3 separate regions of the Gossypium hirsutum genome follow, and regions 1 and 3 are each linked to region 2. Evidence: chromatin contacts called from public Hi-C data. All regions are on one chromosome and are shown on one strand. The core of a region is the stretch at or near the end of the contact, and the rest is flanking DNA. Distances in the headings are between cores, read along the strand shown.

Region 1 (2,700 bases), core at 43-2,542, 390 kb before region 2:
GTAGAAGTATCATCCCTCTCATCGGTTTCCTCTTCCTCATCTTTCCTCCTTTTTGAGCCTTTCCAGTTCCCTTCATTAGCCGAGGACGAGTAATCAGCATCGTCAGATTGTTTAGGCTGCCGGTCCCCTTCTTCTACACTTCCTGACTGCTCAAACTCCTTCCACTCATTCTTCCTCTTTCGAACCACATGCTGCCATATGTTCTTGAGTGCTTCGATACGAACTGGTTTGATTAGGTAGTCGCAGGCACCGTGGGTAACGCCCTTCATAACAACCTGTTTCCCATCATCTGCTGACATCACTGCAGGGAATACAAAGTGGGATTAGGCCAAAAACATAATAAGGGTAATTAAATCCATGTGGAAACATTGCTTACTGATAACAGGGAGGTCCATTTCCAAACCAATATGCTCAAGAAGTTTGAATCCATCCATGTCCGGCATGTGCACATCACTAAGAACAATATCGTACCCATTTTTGTTCTCTCGGAGTTTGGACAATGCCGTCTCCGCTCGATTGCATTTGGTAACTGAGCAAAGCAAAAATCCAAAAAACAAATCAAGCCTTTAAAGCTAATGACATACTTGTTATGGAAAATAAGCTAATCTCAAACCCAAAGTTGTAAACCCTTACTGTTCACAAATATAAGAAAACAGAGATCATTTTCCCTTTTGTTTTTCCCACTTTGGACCCACAAAACAAAATCAACATGAGCAAAGAAAGAAAACCTCAATAATAAAACAAAGAATCAGAAGAAAGAAACATGAGTTTTGATAATACCTTTATAAAGGCAGGCTATTAGCATCTTCTCCAAGATCATTAAACAAGTTGGATCGTCATCAACAACAAGAACTCTTAAACCAGCAGGAAACTGATCACTAATTGTATCTCCTGCTTTCCAAGTGGAAGTTGAACTGCTAATTGACATGGATCCTTTTACACTACTTACATTCATGTCTTACAAAACTGACCCAGAACCAAGAAGATATATATATATATATATAGAGAGAGAGAGAGAGAGAGAGAGAGAGAGAGAGAGAGAGAGAGAGAGAGAGAGAGAGACAATCTTTTTTGCATAAAGATGCTGCCTTTCACATCTTAAACTTTAACTAAACATAAAAAAGATTGATACCCAGGTTGAAAAATTGAAAGAGGTTGAAGTTAAGGATGAAGGAGAGAGGGAGTTTTGGATTATTAGAAGAGAAAATTTATATAAAGCATTTGTGAGATTGAAGTTGAAGACATCTCTGCTTGTCTCACCCAGAAGCTCAATTTCTCTGTTTTGTGGATTATTTTATGTTTTGTTTAATAAAGTGGGTCAGTGATATAGGCATGGATCCAGCTAACTCCACATATCCAAATCTACTCAAACAAATTTACTTTTTACACTTCACTCCTTTAATTTTTACTTTATATAAGATTAACTAAAACCAAAATCCTCACCAACCATCTTTTTTATCTTTCCATTTTTTTTTAACTATTAGAGTAGAGATGGTTGTTTGAACCAATTTTATATTAAAATTCTCAAATCAATTTAATTTAAGTATTTATTATATGATTATAATTAACTAATACCAATAACCAACATCTTAATTTCAACTGAAATATACTTGTAATTTTATTAAAAGAGTTAAATCAATTTGTTTTTATTTCTTTGGAAAATTATCATTCCAACAAACACTATCAATTCTCTCTAAATGTAAATCTGCTGAAAATTTTTATATTTTCTTTTTTCACTACTTTTTTTCTTTACAAAACTATCATTCCAACGAACAGTATCAATTCTCTCTAAATGTCGTATGGTTAAAAATAAGGTGAATTTTTTTAATTTCATTTTAGAAATTTTCTTATTTATTTAATTTTAAAATAATCTATAGATATACGACAAAATTCCAACAAAAATTTCAACCATCGATTTATCAAATACTAATACTTTTATTTACGCGTGATTTAAAGGATTTACATTTTATGAGATTTCTCAAACTATTTAAGAAGAACAAAAGTATTAGTGTCAAATTTAATATACTAGTTTGAGAGATCTGATCTAATCACTAAAGCCCAATAATATAGCTTTGTATTCGTATTTATTATGAGTAGATATTTTCCCTTTTAGCTGAGCATAAGTTTTTTTTTATTATATAACAATAAATCTCCTAATTTATTTTGCGTTTGAGTTTATTTCTGATCCGATTAAAAGTGATATTCAGGTAAAGCCTTTCAACAAGATCAGCTTTAGAATTTAAAATTAGGTCCAAATAATTACTTTATTATTATGCCAAAAGTGAAAAAAGCCTTGAAGTTTCATTTTTTCCCCTTGCCGCCACCGCCGGCTGCTGGTTGTTCACCGACCACTGACACAAAACCCATTATTTCAAAACCTAGGGTTGATTTTCCACAAAAACACATACCAAAGAATCTCTCCCTTAATAAAAACAAACTTTGAGTTGCTTAAGCATGTTTGTTAAATGAGTAAATTTGTTGTTGTTGTTGTTAGTACCTTTATAACTTGGACATATCAATCCAAAAGAATAAAACTGGGTTATACATCTGATTCAACATAACATAAAAGTTGAGTGCCCTTTATTTATACTTGGTATACATTAAATTAACTTGCTAAATTATACAAATTATGAATGTGGAGATTAATGCTGAGTTACATACATACTTATCACTAAATAAGAATTTTATATTTTATTATGA
Region 2 (2,700 bases), core at 19-2,518:
TTTATCTAATATTTAAGTATATTTAAAACTAACATATCCAAGAATTGAACACTTGTTTAATAAATTTATAAACAAGTTCTTTACCACTACACTTATAATCATTATTGAATAAATTTTAAAAAATATTTCTTCACATAAAATGTTTTCTCCCACCCACATTGTGTCCACTACACCTATAATCATTATTGAATAAATTTTAAAAAATATTTCTTCACATAAAATGTTTTCTCCCACCCACATTGTGTCCACTACGCCTATAATCATTATTGAATAAATTTTAAAAAATATTTCTTCACATAAAATGTTTTCTCCCACTCACATTGTGTATCTATACGATTATTTAAACCCCCAATTGAGTTGATGTCACGGGTTAATCCAGCAGCTACTCAGTTAGAAAAAAACTATATACCTTTTCTATTAAATGATTATCAACATGTTTTGTTATGGAAAAAGACTATATACTTTTAGATAATATTTAAATAAAAAATCTAAAATTAACATATACAAAGATGGAATACATGGTTAATGGATTTATAAATTTATTTAAATTATTTTTTTTGTTTGAACTTTGTACATATTACATATATGTTGTTGTAATTATTAATTTTAAACCATATATTTTTATTTATTGTATATTATTTTTAAACACATATATATGTTCTAGATATATAATTTTCGCACATATACGTGTAATAAAATTTCTAGCATGAATCAAAAGCACAAAATAAACTCAAGAAAATGCTTGCTATATATAAAAAAACGCTTGATGCATAATAGGAGCAAAATAATATTAAAAATTATAATATAATATGAAAAATAATTTAGAGGTTCATCTACAGTATTCTATTATTTCATGGGATTAGTCCATATTATTTAAGGGGTAGGACGAATCATATATTTGTGTTTATATTTTTTCATATTATTTAAGGTGTAGGACCAATCATATATTTGGGTTTATATTTTTTACATAGATAAATTTCATTAAGAGAAAATATTTGTGTTCATGTGCTCCGCCTTAATAACTTCGCAGGTTCGTATAATATTAGCCAAATAAAGTATAAGGTACACGTTGGGCAATTTTTTTTAAAAAAAAAAGGAAAGTAAGTGCTGGGGCAGGGAGGTGGGGCTGCAGAAGATTTTTATCCATTTTGACTAGTACCAATTCAATGAAAATTAATAACAATTTTGAATATAAATCCAATTAAAAAATGAGAATAATGAATTTCTTACGCTTCAAGTTCAGTCTATAAATAGCATCTTAGATCTCTATCATCCCACACCTCAAATACTCGATCATCCATTTCTTCTTTTCTTTGAACTTAAAGTAATATTAGAATCATGGGTGTTTTCACTTATGACTATGAATCTACCTCTCCAGTCGCCCCTGTCAGGCTTTTCAAGGCCTTTACTATTGAAGCCGCCAAGGTTTGGCCCACAGCTGCCCCTAATACCGTCAAGAGTGTTGAGGTTGAAGCTAATCCTAGCTCAGGAAGCATCGTAAAGATCAATTTTGTTGAAGGTTAGATATTTCATTTTCATTGGCATTGGCATTTTTTAGCGTGTTTTACATGAGTATATTGGATAACAAGTATTTGTTTGTTTAGGCCTTCCATTCCAATATATGAAGCACCAGATAGGAGGACATGACGAAAATAATTTTTCATATAGCTACAGTTTAATCGAAGGTGGGCCCTTGGGGGACAAGCTTGAAAAAATCAGTTATGAAAACAAGTTTGAGGCAGCTGCAAGTGGAGGAAGCATTTGCAAGAGCTCGATGAAATTTTACACTGTTGGCGACAATGTAATCACTGAAGATGAAATCAAGGCTCTCATTAAAGGGAGTGAGGGAGTTTACAAGCCTGTTGAAGCTTACCTCTTGGCTAATCCCGAAGCCTGCAACTAAGATATAGATTGCTTTGAATTCTCATGCTGCTTTTAAAGAGTGGCCATTACTTTCAATGGTGTTTTTTATATTTTCTTTTTCCACTTAAAACCTAAACTTTCTTATGATTATTTTAATAAGAGCGGTGGTGGTGATCGAGCTTTGATCATCTTTATTTTCATTACTATCAAATAATTTGGGTTGTATCATCTTTGACATATACTGAAATAAAATAAACACCAATTCACAAACAAAAAAGGTTTTACCTAGTATATTGATGAGTTAAAATTTATAAGACTTATGCACGTATTGATGAAATAGTAAAGTGATAAATAGATATTATTCCTACAAGGATCCAATTTTAAATTACTTAGTAGTAACTATTTAAGTTTTATTCATTTCAAATCAATAAAATAAAATTTAATTATTATTAAAATTAAACTAAGTTGATTAAGAAGCCTTTATTAAACTAAAACAAGGAAAATTTATATATGGTAAATCCTATATGGAAGAATTAAATGTTCATTCACCTCCTTATATTCTATATTCTAAAAACAATTTTGTGTTTAGACAATTGAGTTACTCATTTTACATGGGCATTATTGTCAATATAGGAGGATGTGAGTTCGAATGTGCTGAAGCGCATTATCCTCTTATTAATGAGTTAGAGAGGGATTATAAATAATTTTAAATATTGTTTTTAAAAGAGCATATATAATTAAAACATATAACGAGATTGTAAAAAAGGAAAAAAAAAACCTTGTGCGTTTCTTGCTTACCACGATGGGAATAGACAAACTAACTAGTTTGGTTGCCTT
Region 3 (2,700 bases), core at 26-2,525, 300 kb after region 2:
ATGCCCAATCTGCTGAATCAAAGAAAGCACGTTCATGGTCCTACATTCATTTAATATATTGTTTTGTTAGTTCATCACATACTTCAATTTGTTTTAATCTAAATATTTGTTTACCTTTGAGATTAAGGGTTTCTTCTTTGGCGCCAGTCCTCCATATTTTTTGGCCTTTGCTGTTTCCTGTATTTTATATTGTAATTTTAATTACAAATAATATATTTTCTAAAACTTATATTAAATACACATCGAATTTAAAAAATAAAATAGGCTACTGTTGTACGTACAACCCAACACTGCCGACATTTCAAAAAGAATGTCTAAGAAATACAAAGTATTATTTCACCACTATCCCATCACAAACGTATACAACTTGTCGTGCCATCGTGATAACCGTTGATTTAAGGGACCCTACATAGCTACTATCCTAAAGTTGTTCACATGGAATCACTTTTAACACCATAAATCACGCAAAAGAGGAAATAAAAATCTTCTGTCTCATTTTTGGAAATTAAATGCAATTAAAGAAATTGTTTTCAGAAATATGGTAACTAAAATCCCAATTTAGAGTTAAATAAATTAGGTTAGACTACACCCATTTGCATGTGAGCCCTCAAACGTGGACTTAATCAATCATTAAGTAAAGAAAGCTTTAGAAACAATTAACGGCGTAGATTGTTTTTCATTTTGTTTATTATTACTATATTAATATTAAGCTTATTAATTAAAATGTTTCATGGTAATTTGTATTGTACTGATGTTATTACCTCATTGGCTTGGGTGTCGAACTCTTCATCACCATGTTTGCAGTCTGCCATTGTTAAGTTTCTCCTGTTAAAACCATTCAAATATCATTGTTATTAACATAAAGATAATAAAAACCCAACAAAATCCTTAAAAGCAACACAAACGTGCTCATTTTGTATATATATATTGAAAAACAAGACAACTAGAAACTGCGGCGTCGGCAACGGAGGAGGGATCTTTAGCATTACCTTGGAGAAGAAGAAGAAAGAGATAATGCAAAAGATTAAAAATAAAATAAAAAGATAGAAAGAAAGAAAGAGGAGAAAGGAAAGGAGGGAAGCGTTGAGTGAGAATGTGAGATAAGAATATCAATAATAAGAGTATATTTATATATCTTACTCATACCAGAAATTCTCTCCTTTTAATTTTTTTAAGTAAAATTTTGTCTTTTATACTCTTAATGAAAACTTAATCCCATAAATACATATATCATTTAAGCGTAGTTGACATTCAAATTTTATTATCTTCCTTCTCCATATTTTATGATAATAAATTAATTCATATATATTTTTAAGTTGGGTAAAATAATAAAATTAAAATATTTTTTTTTTAACATTAATCTCATTATAAAATTTTATCATATCTTTTCTTCTTGATACAATGTCTAGAACTATGTATAATCTCTCCCTAATCTTTAAAGAAAGGGATTCATGTCCTTCTGTACAAACAACAATACCGACAAAAAAAATTGTCAAATACAAAGCACCGAATCAAAAGAAGAAAGGTATGTTTGGATTCTTCATTAATTGAAAAAATATGTATTTAATATTTTCCTTGTTTAATTCATAATCTAGGTAATTATAAAAGTGATATGGTTTGTATATACTGCTAATATATCAATATCTAATGGCCCATACGAAACTCTCACTTGTACCGACACCTTCTTCTTTCTTTACACGTGTGAGATTGGGTGAAATAATGAAATTGAAAAACTAATGATTCTCTTTTTCTAATTTGAAACTCATCCCTTTACTTTATGATAATTGAAAAGTTAGTTTTTTCACTTTAATTTATCAAAATTTAATCCTTATTTTTTTATGAAGAATAATAAATTAGTTCAATTAAGTAACACAGGCACATCTTCTGACTAACTCATTGACCTTGAAATTAGCACTTGAACACTTGATTTACAATGGAAATCAATAGTTCAAGAATTTATATTCTACAAATTAGTAAAAATCAACCATTTAAATTCATGTGTTTTATCAACAATTGAATTATAGAGGACTAACTTTCTCATTTTCATAATGTAAAGAGATGAAAGTTAAAATTAGATTGATATTTTTAATTTTATAAATTAACCTTTATGGAAATGATACCTTATTGATTGCATAAAATAATAATTTAAAGAAATAAAATATTAATTTAGTTTAATTTTTTTAATTGTACTATTTTTATATTTAGTCTTAATATAAAATTTGGTATCTAAACTTGACACTTTTTTTTTTAATTTGGTACTTGAAGTTTTTTTTTTTTGAATTTGATACTTGAACATGACACTTTTTTTCTTGATTTGGCACCTAAACTTTTTTTTGGTCAAAATTGGTACTTGAACTTGACACTTTTTCCTAATTTTGTACCTAAGTTTTTTTCCTCCAATTTGATACATAAACTTATCAAATGTTAAATACAAATTACACCCAAACACTAATGGTGTTAGTTTTTCTATAAGGAGACACGAATAGCTAATGTATGACCGACATGTGGAAATGATGTGGAATTTAATAGCAAGAATGATTATATTTATTTGAAGTTTTTCCTGTTTCGCTAAATAAAATGCTCAGATTTTACTTTTCATTGGGACTGAGATTACTTTTACTGTTAATGGCATAAAAGATTCAAGAGAGATCACATGCTTAAAGCATGGTATGGTCTTCACGAAACCCTCAATTCCACAAA

What was found. A called contact is a pair of places that touch in the nucleus more often than the background predicts.
Region 1: a contact with region 2 is called in a Hi-C map of leaf, with 3 times the contacts expected there. The contact joins the promoter of LOC107916188 here to the promoter of LOC107916197 in region 2. A contact is called at or near these places in 2 of 34 Hi-C or Micro-C datasets (both in leaf).
Region 3: a Hi-C map of hypocotyl shows a contact between it and region 2, with 2.7 times the contacts expected there. The contact joins the promoter of LOC107915098 here to the promoter of LOC107916197 in region 2. A contact is called at or near these places in 2 of 34 Hi-C or Micro-C datasets (hypocotyl and leaf).

The regions. Positions count from the first base shown.
Region 1 is chrD10:51,669,701-51,672,400 of Gossypium_hirsutum_v2.1, forward strand. It overlaps LOC107916188 (two-component response regulator ARR2), which reads right to left and starts at 1,293. Exons shown (of 6, transcript XM_016845335.2): 1 at 781-1,293; 2 at 377-529; 3 at 1-301. The coding sequence starts at 955.
Region 2 is chrD10:52,057,347-52,060,046 of Gossypium_hirsutum_v2.1, forward strand. It overlaps LOC107916197 (major strawberry allergen Fra a 1.08), which reads left to right and starts at 1,269. Exons shown (of 2, transcript XM_041103241.1): 1 at 1,269-1,519; 2 at 1,605-2,063. The coding sequence starts at 1,339. The coding sequence ends at 1,903.
Region 3 is chrD10:52,359,980-52,362,679 of Gossypium_hirsutum_v2.1, forward strand. LOC107915098 reads right to left here and starts at 1,276. Exons shown (of 7, transcript XM_016844229.2): 1 at 990-1,276; 2 at 762-825; 3 at 115-177; 4 at 1-40. The coding sequence starts at 812.